Regions from separate parts of the Macaca mulatta genome. Here region 2 is linked to region 1. A link is a contact called in public Hi-C data. All regions are on one chromosome and are shown on one strand. Each heading gives the region's core, a stretch centred on a gene start, on an enhancer-like site or on the middle of the called end of the contact. The rest is flanking DNA. Distances are from core to core; before and after follow the strand shown.

The links. A called contact is a pair of places that touch in the nucleus more often than the background predicts.
Region 2: a Hi-C map of CD4 T cells shows a contact between it and region 1, with 6 times the contacts expected there. The contact joins the promoter of GLA here to the promoter of TIMM8A in region 1. A contact is called at or near these places in 2 of 14 Hi-C or Micro-C datasets (CD4 T cells and liver).

The regions. Positions count from the first base shown.
Region 1 is chrX:108,235,597-108,241,360 of T2T-MMU8v2.0, reverse strand. TIMM8A (translocase of inner mitochondrial membrane 8A) reads left to right here and starts at 2,260. Exons shown (of 2, transcript NM_001265859.1): 1 at 2,260-2,464; 2 at 4,328-4,811. The coding sequence starts at 2,333. The coding sequence ends at 4,489. It overlaps BTK (Bruton tyrosine kinase), which reads left to right. Exons shown (of 20, transcript XM_077989185.1): 20 at 1,041-1,543. The coding sequence ends at 1,112. TAF7L (TATA-box binding protein associated factor 7 like) reads left to right here and starts at 4,328. Exons shown (of 15, transcript XM_001092487.5): 1 at 4,328-4,714.
Region 2 is chrX:108,296,026-108,301,869 of T2T-MMU8v2.0, reverse strand. GLA (galactosidase alpha) reads left to right here and starts at 2,737. Exons shown (of 9, transcript XM_077989197.1): 1 at 2,737-3,033. The coding sequence starts at 2,840. It overlaps HNRNPH2 (heterogeneous nuclear ribonucleoprotein H2), which reads right to left and starts at 2,527. Exons shown (of 2, transcript NM_001193993.2): 1 at 2,420-2,527.

The DNA.
Region 1 (5,764 bases), core at 1,011-3,510:
CTCTACTAAAAACACAAAACTTAGCCAGGCATGGTGGCGTGCGCCTGTAATCTCAGCTACCTGGGAGGCTGAGGCAGGAGAATCGCTTGAACCCGGGAGGTGGCAATGAGCTGAGCTCGCACCACTGCACTGCAGCCTGGACAACAGGGTGAGACTCTATCAAAAAAAAAAAAAAAAAAAAAAAGACCCTTAGTCTTTGTGTTACCAGAGAGTGATAACAAAAACAAAACAAAACAAAAAACCCTTAGTCGTTTTGTTACCAGACAGTGGTAACACAAGGTCTCAGGTACTCAGAATCCCTGCTCAGTGATACGGCCTGTGGTTTTGAATTTTTTTTTTTTTTTTTTTGAGACAGGGTCTTGTTCTATCGCCCAGGCTGGAGTTCAGAGGCCTGATCTCAGCTCACTGCAACCTCCGTCTCCCAGGTTCAAGTGATTCTCATGCCTTAGCCTCCCAAGTAGCTGGGATTACAGGCGTGCACCACCATGCCTGGCTAATTTTTGTATTTTTAGTAGAGACGGGGTTTCATCATGTTGGTCAGGCTGGTCTTGAACTCCTGACCTCGTGATCCACCCACCTCTGCCTCCCAAAGTGCTGGGATTACAGGCGTGAGCCCCCGCGCCCGGCCTGGTTTTGAAATATTAATCACTAAAAATTAAAAATTATCACATGAGATTTCTGTTCTGCCAACCACTTGAACTTTTTTGGTAGCCATTTTTCACTTGAGGATCCAAAATAAGAATGTGTTGTGTACAGTTACATAATGAACTTGCCCTCAATTTTGATCAATGTGATTGTCAGTTTAATTTGCAAATTGTTCTTATCACACTAATAACCTGAGTTACTAAAGATGAAAAGTGCACAAATACTTTATGGACAGCTGCTATTTCTTTTCTTTTTTTTTTTTTTCCTTTTGTGATCGACAGGGCATGCTACTGGGCATACAGCATGTATTTAATAAACATTTGCTGCTTACTCATTGCATTTCCCTTGAATTCTGGATTCTAGCCACTCTCACTTTACTTTTTCTTTGGTTTTAGAAAGCAGATGAACGTCCCACTTTCAAAATTCTTCTGAGCAATATTCTAGATGTCATGGATGAAGAATCCTGAGCTCGCCAATAAGCTTCTTGGTTCTACTTCTCTTCTCCACAAGCCCCAATTTAACTTTCTCAGAGGAAATCCCAAGCTTAGGAGCCCTGGAGCCTTTGTGCTCCCACTGAATGCAAAAAGGCCCCTCTCTACATCTGGGAATGCCCCTCTTCTTTGATTCCCTGGGACAGTGGCTTCTGAGCAAAGGCCAAGAAATTATTGTGCCTGAAATTTCCCGAGAGAATTAAGACAGACTGAATTTGCGATGAAAACATTTTTTAGGAGGGAAGATGTAAATAGTCGCAAAGGGGTCCAACAGCTCTTTGAGTAGGCATTTGGTAGAGCTTGGGGGTATGGGGGTGGGTGGGCAGAATTTGGCAAGAATGAAATGGTGTCATAAAGATGGGAGGGGAGGGTGTTTTGATAAAATAAAATTACTAGAAAGCTTGAAAGTCTTTGGTATCTCTATTAATCATGCAGCCTCCCTGAAGCACCCTATCTCAGTATTCCAGAAAGCTGCTGTGTGGCATTAGTTTGGCATATTCCTACACTGAGAACTCGACAGGATCCTCCGGGTTTAAGCCCTCTTGTTAACTCCTGCCTCTGAATCAGAGATGCATTATGCCAAAACAATGCCTGTTACAGCAGGCATGCAATGTTATTTGAATGAATCTGAAAGTTGGGCACAAACTGCCAGAGTCTCATTTCCCTACGTCGGGAGAGGAAAACTTCATCAAAAAACGAAAGCCAGTGGCCCAGGATAGCCAAATAACCGACCCAGCTGTTCGGTCAGCGCACAACTCTGTTAGCTCAGAAAACGCGGGCCAATTTGGAAATGGACAGGGGCGGAGCTGTTGGGCCAGCACGGAATGGACCACGTGGTCTGAAGTAAATTCCTTTTCTCCTTTGTTTTCTTTTTGGAATAACATCTCAACGGCACCTCGGCTCTGGGTTTATTAAGCCCTGCGATCTCAAGGCGCAAGGCTGGGCGCAACCAGAGGGTTGCGGGGTTACGGGATTGCGGGCTCCAGGAGTGGGACCCGCCGACTCCGGGAACTAAGCACCCGCGCCAAGGCTTGTGAGGCGGCGGGGTGGAGTTGGGCGCCTGCCTTGCGCCGACGCAGTGCACTCACGGGGGCGGTCCCAGAGGCGGCGAGCTGTGGTTCCGGTTCCGTCGCGGAGACACGTGAAGGTCGGCGAGTTGGTAAGGAGTTCGTCTCTGCAAGCCTGGTCGCCCTGGGATGGATTCCTCCTCTTCTTCCTCCGCGGCGGGTTTGGGTGCAGTGGACCCGCAGTTGCAGCATTTCATCGAGGTAGAAACTCAAAAGCAGCGCTTCCAGCAGCTGGTGCACCAGATGACTGAACTTTGTTGGGTGAGGAGCCTGGGGCTGGGACCTGAACAGTGTACCTACTTTCCCTCTGTCCTTGTACCGCGGGACTCGCGACAACGTCGGGGATTCGGGGAGGGGGTGGGCACCTGGCAGCACCCCTTGATTTTCTCAGGTTCCTGTGGCCTAGGCGGATGGGAGAAGGGTGACTCCGGTTCTCTGGGGACTGTCATTCCGGACCTCGGCTTTGTTGGTGCAGAGGACTGGGTATCAAAGAAGACTTATGCCACTGGACACCCAGCACTTTCAGGCACCCGAGGTTGAAGCTGCCTAGTGCTGGTCACCAAGACTGATTGGAGTCCCCAGTACTGGGATTTTATTTTTGGCAGCCCGAATCCCAGAGAGTCAGTGAATCAGTGAATCTGCTATTCCTGGACTTCTCGGGATTTACCTTCATTACCTAGTTCTAACCCTCTCCGCTGAGAAATGAGTGGCTCCAGCCCACTAACTATAAAAGTGGTGTAATCTTTTCCAACGTACATACTTATTTGCTTTCTTGTTGGATTGTTGTGTAATACCAAGCCGTTTCGGGTCTGAAGGTTAAGGAATTGAGCCTGCCCTGTGAGGGGACTTTGGCAAAAGGGTGGAAGGCATTTGCAGCTTGACAACGTGTTCTGCTTGCCAAGGACAGCTCTCCCTTAATGTACACAATTCACCGAATTCAGAGGCCAAGGATAATTTTCCTTGGAATTAGAGAGTCTGAGGCTTGTGTACATGGCAGAGAATAATGAACGAAATTTTTGAACCACTTAACTTGAACTATATACAGTCATTGGTTTCCACAGGCCCTTTCCCATAAACTTATGGTATTGCCGGATTATGACACCTACCAGATGCTTACTTAACTCTGGTCTGCCTTGGACCAGAGTACTTTTGATTCTTTTTAAAAAATATCTGTGATTGGTTACTTTGGGGACAGGAGGGCGTGTGGTTAAGTACTATTGCAAGAATCTGTAAGGTGCCAGGCGTGGTGGCTCATGCCAGCACTTTGGGAGGTGGGTGGATCATTCGAAGTCAGGAGTTCGAGACCAGTCTGGGCAACATGGCAAAGCCCTGTCTCTACTAAAAATAGAAAAAATTAGTTGGGCGGGGTGGCACCCGCCTGTAATCCTAGCTACTCAGGAAGCTGAGGCACGAGAATGGCTTGAACCTGGCGGAGGTTACAGTGAGATCATGCCACTGCACTCCAGCCTGGGTGACAGAGCCAGACTCTGTTTCAAAAAAGAAAAAAAAAAAAAAAAGAAAGAAAGGAAAAAAACCTGTAAGCTATGAACCCTTTAGGAAAATTCATACAATTTTCCATTCATCGTAACAGGATTCAAGAATCTCTAGCTTAAGTAGACAAGGTTATAGAATCTCAAGTCATAGATTTTTTTCTTCTTTGGTAAGTTTTAGGGTATCTTGCTGTAATGATTTATCCTTTCACCCTTTTATTCTGTAGTTAACTTAAAGGCATTTAGTGCAAACAGCATTGTGGAGTTACAACCAAATTCATCGAAAGGTTACTTCACTTGTATTTTGCCATTTTCTTGCTCTGGAATATCCCAGCTCTGCCATTTTCTGGCCCTGTGACTTTGGGCAAAGTATCTCTGTGCCGCAGTTTCCCTCTTTGTAAAACAAGGATTTATAATAGTATCTATTCCATAGGATTGTTGTAAGAATTTAATGTAAGGCTAGAGAACATTGCTATATACTTGGTCAGCTGCCAAATGTGAACTATTATTAACATATCAAATACTATTTTTAGGTAGTTTTTTTTCTCTAAGCAACAAGAAAGGGACCCCTGCCCCCAACCGTCTTTTTTTTTTCCCAAGTTCCCTTTGTGATTCTGTATCTTGTCCTGAGCAGGAGAAGTGCATGGACAAGCCTGGGCCAAAGTTGGACAGTCGGGCTGAGGCCTGTTTTGTGAACTGCGTTGAGCGCTTCATTGATACAAGCCAGTTCATCTTGAATCGACTGGAACAGACCCAGAAATCCAAGCCAGTTTTCTCAGAAAGCCTTTCTGACTGATCTCAGCATTACCTCTTTGGAAAAGGAAGGTAGTTCAAGAAATGAAGAGCTGTTGATGGGATGATTGAAGAAACGGCTATGAGAGGATTGGCTCCCATCTTTTGTTACTCTTGGGACATCCTGTCATCTGAGAATGAACAAAGACCAATTTTTTTGTGTGTGAAGCTTGAGGGTCATATGTTTGCTTGTATTTTTTAATGCTAATCTTGTGAAAATAATTGACAGGTGAATGGAAAACTCTATTTAGATGCATATTACTGTACATGGGACTATGCTTTTCTCAAAGCCCCATTAACTGCTTCCTATAATTTTGATAGTGGGACCACATACGTAAAAATCTCTCATTTGTGTGGAGTCATTTCTGATTTCAGGGAAGATCCTTGTGTTTATCAGAAAGGGCAGAAGTGGGGGAAGGATAATTTGGTGTCCTTATCTAGTGTTTGATTATCAGTGTTGGAGAAAAAGATCTGTAAGAGTGTTTATACAGTACACTTCAGTTTTCTTGATGATCTCCCTTTCCTATATGATGATTTGCTTAAATATCCATAGTAAGTATAGTCTCAAGGTAGGATAGGTAGCCTAAGAGTCTAGAGGCCTTTACTTATAAAGGAATCTAGCCAGTGAACATAATTCTTATTACTAGACTGCCACAAGGAAGAAGTTAACTTACCCTGTATATCAGGGTACAAAAAATTCAGTGATGTGCCTAAATAAGTTATAAAGATTTAGGCCAATCAGAAGCTAACAGCAGTTTCAGGTAGAGGTGCATGCCTAATGTTAATTAGTGTAGATTCCATTTATTGCATTTTTTTGATCACTGAAATAAAAGCTATATAAGATTCAACTCTGTGATTGAGAAGGCATTCTATTGCAGTTATTATCTGCAACCCGGAGAGATTTAGCATGGGCTGATTGATTCCAAGGCTAAAATATAGTCAGTCAGTCTGGGTACCTGCTCTGTGTAAGGTACAGCACAGTATTCCAGGGGTTCCTGACCTTTTTGAGAGAAAAGAGAACCTTGAGATAACATGGGAAGGGAAGCAGTTCTGTGCTGGCAGTCAAGTCCCTGAGTACAGTAGAGGTTGTATTGACTGGATTCTCCTCTTATTATTTCAAATCCTTGTAGACTAGAGTATAGACCTAAAATGGACCTACTTGTTGGGAGCCTCTAGTGCAAATCCATGAAATCTGGGGAAATGAACATCTCTAAAAGCTTCAAGTTCCTGTTAGATTTTCCCCATAAAGGTACTACAAGGAAATTTTTTTTTTTTTTTT
Region 2 (5,844 bases), core at 1,488-3,987, 60 kb before region 1:
CCAAAACTCTTTCAGACAGATCACCCCGGCAACAGTGTGGTACTCAGAGGTGGAACTAGGGAGATTAGTTAGAACTTGTCTCTTAAATATACGTTAAAGGAATCGCCTAAGGCAACAGGAGTAAAATGGAGAAAAGCTATATCTACACATACCAAAAAAAGTGGAATCTGCGGGACTTGATAACAGATTAAGTATGAGAGAATACAGGTATAGGAGGATACAGGAGAGCAATCTGGGAAATGTTCAAATTTAATCAATCTTCCAGTAAGTTAAAACCAGAACTAATCATTATTTTTCACCCATCAAGATTATGGAAATTAAACGGTGACAGTAAATCAGTGCTATGCAGAGTTCACAAACTAATAATACACTACTAGAGGAGTGGTAATTGATATAAACTATTTCCTTTTTGATAAATCCCACTATATCCTGAAAGCAATTTGATAATATGTATCACGCCTTTTGACAGCAAATACATTTCAGTTATGTGCCCTAAGGAGATGATCTGAAATTCAGACAAAGATTTATGGAGCTATATATTCTTTGAAAAGTACTTTATTAAGAAAACTGGAATATTATGCATTTAATTTTAAAAGTTACAAAAATATTTAATAACATGAGAAATTACTTATGCTATAATTATAAGTGACCCAAGAGCACAGCTGCTTTACAATCTCAACTATGTACAAAATACATATTCCCATACCCTTTGACACTGCTAGAATCCTTCCAGGAATCTAGTCAACAGAAATACTTAGGAATGTTCCTTGCAGCACTGTTAGTAAAGGCAGAACATTGGAAAGCTAAATAGCCATCATTAGAGGAATGGCTGAATGAATTATACCTTATCCTTAAAATGGAATGCAATGCAGCCATTTAAAAAAAAATCTATCTGCCTTGACCCAGAAAGATCTCCAAAATACACTAAATGAAAGAACATACATAGTATGATCCTACTTATAGTAAAAGATTAGCATGCATGTATATACGTATGTAAATAAATAAAAGAAGATCTGGAAGCAAACTTGTTTTTGAGAGAACTGAAGGGTAGGGGGAGTGAAGTGGGCTTTTCGCTTTTTACCCTATATACTTCTATACAGTTTTAATTCTTTAAATTTGCTGTACTGGGATTTTTTTTAAGTTAGAAAGAACATATTAGTGGTTACTCTGAGTGGTAGGTTAATGGATTTTCCATGTTATTTTTCCAATTTTTTTATGCAGTCTTAAATTTCTACAGAAATAATTACTTTTACTTCAGCAAAAAAGCAACATAAAACAAATTAAAATGTTTGCATTTCTGGGATTTGGTATAGGAAATTTTATAAAATTGTCCAATTTTGAATGTGGATGGTTATCTGATATGGTCTGTGAGCATTGGGCCTCTTGGAAACAAAGTACAAAGTGTAATAACGGCCATAAAACTACACTGAGGAAACGATTTAACATTTACTGATTGCATATTAAGTGCCTAGCAGACTGCATCTGCAGTGATAACAGTTTTCCTATTAACCATCCTAAGGTCTCAGTGACAGATTTACAGGCTGTTTTTTATTACATTTTGTACAATTTTTTTTTTTTTTTTTTTTTTTTTTTGGCTTGCCTTATCCCTGGGATAACCCGTCCCATTTAATTCCCTGCACCACTCTATCCCTTAAGAGCCCTTCTGTAGGGGCAGAGAGGTTCTACTTCATTACTGCGTCTCCTGGGAAGGCCATCAGGACTGCTGGCTCAAGTGGGAACCAGGACTCTTTGTGAGTTAAGAATTTGTGTATTTATATGCGTGTTACACACATTTTTTTAAAAACTGTAACGAGATAAGGTTGAGTAGTCGTCTCTGGGTGGTGAATTACGTGTATTTTTAAATTTTATACTACATTGTTATTTTTCAAATGTTCGAAATTGAGTATGTAGATTGTTGTTATCAGCAGAAAAATAAACATTATTCGAATACTCAATTCAGTAAAGTAATTTATTGGGCGCCTTTGTCAAGCACGCATTTGCCTAGATGTGACTCTACAGATAAAATTCACTTGGGGCCTCCCCCTACAGACAATCAGGCAGTGGAGACTGAGTGCCTGAAGAGATAGACCAGCACTCAGACCACTATTTTCAGTATCTGTTTTTCTTAACTCAGGGCTGTGGTTTTCAAACCTTTTTCGCCTTACGGTCACCCTTAGGGGTCCCCCGAGACCGGCCCAGACAGACAGATATACAAAAACACATACACAGTCATGAGCGTCCACCATTTCCCCACCAGGCGCAGCACAGGCGGCTTCCCGGCACTGAGATGGGGGGGAGGAGGGAAGAGAGCGCGAGGGGGGAGGGGAAAGCAGAGAACGAAAGAGGCGGAGGCGGCCCCCGAACCCCGCTTTGGTCTTCATCATCACCACCCCTGGGTCCCCAGTTCCCACCCACACACCAACCTCTAACGATACCGGGTAATTTTCCTCCTTCTTCCCTCAAACGGCTATAGCGAGACGGTAGACGACGACCAGAACTACTTCTGCTCACGTAAGCGAGTAATCACGTGAGCGCCTACGTCATGTGAGATCTCGGTCACGTGAGCAACTCTCGGCTTAAACTCGGGATCACTAAGGTGCCGCACTTCCTTCTGGTATGGAAATAGGGCGGGTCAATATCAAGAAAGAAAGAGGGTGATTGGTTAGCGGAACGTCTTACGTGACTGATTATTGGTCTACCTCTGGGGATAACCGTCCCAGTTGCCGGAGAAACAGTAACGTCATTATTTAATAAGTAATTGGTGATTGGTCCTCCCCTGAGGTTAAACTTAAAAGCCTAGGTTACCCGCGGAAATCTATGCTGTCTGATCACTGTGACAATGCAGCTGAGGAACCCAGAAATGCATCTGGGCTGCGCGCTTGCGCTTCTCTTCCTGGCCCTCGTTTCCTGGGACATCCCTGGGGCCAGAGCACTGGACAATGGATTGGCCAGGACGCCTACCATGGGCTGGCTGCACTGGGAGCGCTTCATGTGCAACCTTGACTGCCAGGAAGAGCCAGATTCCTGCATCAGGTATCAGATATTGGGTACTCCCTTCCCTTTGCTTTTCCATGTGTTTGGGTGTGTTTGGGGAACTGGAGGGTCTCAACAGGAACAGTTGAGCCCGAGGGAGCGCTCCCCGACCCGACTCTGCGCTGCTTTTTTATCCCCAGCAAACTGTCTCGAATCGGGACTAGCCCTAAACTTTCTCTGTGTGATGGGATGGGGGTCCGGCCAGCAGCCCCTGTTTGTTTCTCTCTCTCTCTCTCTCTCTCTCTCTCTCTCTCTCTCTCCTCCCCCCCCCCCCCCCCGCCTTCTCTTTCTCTTTCTCTTCCTCTTCTCTCCTCTCTCTATCTCTCTCTCCCTGCCCGGTTCTCCTTTTTCACTGCTCCTTGCAGAGCAGGGCCACCCCATAGGCAGTGTGCCCAAAGTAGCCCTGCCCGGTTCTATTCAGACCCTTCTTGTGAACGTTTGTTCTTCCTCTGCCGGATGCTAACCGTGAGAACATCTAGGATGGGTAGGAGGGATCGGGGACTAAGATTCGTGCCATTTTTTCTCCTTTTGGGGTCGTGGATTTCTCGGCAGTATCTCGAGAGAGTTAGAGAGACCCTAAGGTCGCTGAGATCTCTCCCACCTCGCCTATGAGCGTGGCATCAGGCTGGAAGGTTGACATGGAGGAACTTTATACATTTACACGTTTGGGTGAGGGTTGAGGCTGAATTAGATAGGTATTGAACGTGTCTGACCCTCACAATCCTTATCTGTAAATTGGGATTACAACCTTTTAATTTCAGGGAGCTGACAAAAAAGATCTGAAAAATAGTTCTTATCTCACACAGGTGAACTTTCAAGGAGATAACCTATTTAAAGTACATAGCACAGCGCTTGACCATTCAATTGCGCGTACAGAGCAAATGTTCCCTAACCTGGAATCGATGGGAAAATGAATGTAAACCTACAAATCTGAATGAATATGTGTATTTTTCTGGAGAGAGGATATTTACTTTCTTCAGATTCTCAAAGGGCTCTGTGACTTTAAAAAGGTTAGGAATCACTGATAGATATTGGTAAAAAGGTGGCAGTCACAGTACATTTCTGTGTTCATAAGTTATTCCTATGAATATCTTTACAGATAAAGTCAGGATGTTGGTCAGACCTCACAGAAGAAATTGGCCTTCTAAGTTTCATGTGACCCTGTGGTACAGTATGTGTGGCAATTTTGCCCGTCACGGGTTTTTTTTTTAGTGGTATTTGCATCTGATTAGAAAACTAATGCATGATCATTGCAAAAAATGTAGATAAAGAAGAGCAAAATGAAAATAAAGATTTCCCCCCACCATTCCACCACCCGGAAATAATCATGATTAAAATGTTAATATACAACCTTGCAATTGTTTTCTATATAAATGAAAACATAGATTTCTTTTTTTCATTATATTCCATAAAAAAATGGATCATGTTTATGTCATGTTTGGCTAATGACAAGACCCTGGCACCCAGCCTGGGCTCAAATTCTGCCTCATTGTTACTTAACCCTGTGACATTGGGTAAATTACACTTTTTTTTTTTTTTTTGAGATGGAGTCTCGCTCACACCATTCTCCTGCCTCAGCCTCCCGAGTAGCTGGGACTACAGGCGCCCGCCACCACACCTGGCTCATTTTTTTTTTTTTTTTTTTTTTTTTTTTTTGTATTTTTTAGTACAGATGTGGTTTCACCATGTTAGCCAGGATGGTCTCCATCTCCTGACCTCGTGATCCGCCCACCTCAGCCTCCCAAAGTGCTAGTGCTGGGATTATAGGCGTGAGCCACTGCACCCGGCCTTAGTTTTTTTTGTTTGTTTGTTTGTTGTTTTTTGTTTTTTTTTTTTTGAGAGGGAGTTTCACTCTGTCACCCAGGTTGGAGTGCAGTGGCGTGATCTCTGTTCAGTGCAAACTCCACCTCCCGGATTTAAGCAATTCTCCTGTCTTAGCCTCCCGAGTGGCTAGGATTACAGGCACGCCACCACAACCAGCTAATTTTTGTATTTTTAGTAGAGAGGTAGTTTCACCATGTTGCCCAAGCTGGTCTCGAACTCCTGGCCTCAAGTGATGTGCCCATCTCGGCCTCCCAAAGTACTGTTATTATAGGCGTAAGCCACTGTGCCCAGCCTTCCTTTATCTTTTAATTAATGTGCATGTATGTAATCTTTTAGGTGAACTTTTTGTGATGTTGTGCCAAGTTCCTTAAAAAGCCCTTTCGGAAGCTGGGCAGGTGGCCCACACCTATAATCCCAGCATTTTGGGGGTCCGAGGCAGGTGGATCACTTGAGGCCAGGAGTTCAAGACTAGCCTAGCCAAAATGGCAAAACCCTGTCTCTACTAAAAATACAAAAATTAGCCAGGTGTGGTGTCTCATGCCTGTAATCTCAGCTACTGGGGAGGCTGAGGCAGAAGAATCGCTGGAACCTGGGAGGCAGAAGTTGCAGTGAGCCAAGATGGCGCCACTGCACTCCAGCCTGGGCGATAGAGGGAGACTCCATCTCAAAAAAAAAAGATAAAAAAGAAACCTAAGTACTTTTGGGCTTTGTTATGGATTTTGTTAAATATGTAAAGGATTGCAGGGAGAATTAACTTATTTTTAATATTGAGTATGCTTATCCAAGAGCAAAATAATATTTGTCTATTTATTCAAATCATTTAGAAGCATCATAGTTTTAACATATGGGCCTTGCACATATCTTAAATTTATCTGTAGGCATTTTAGGTTGTTCAGTTGTTCTTGTGAATGGGATCTTTTTCTCCAAATAGGATTATTGTTGATATCTGTTGATTATGTTAACTTTGTAGTTTCTTACTTTACTGAA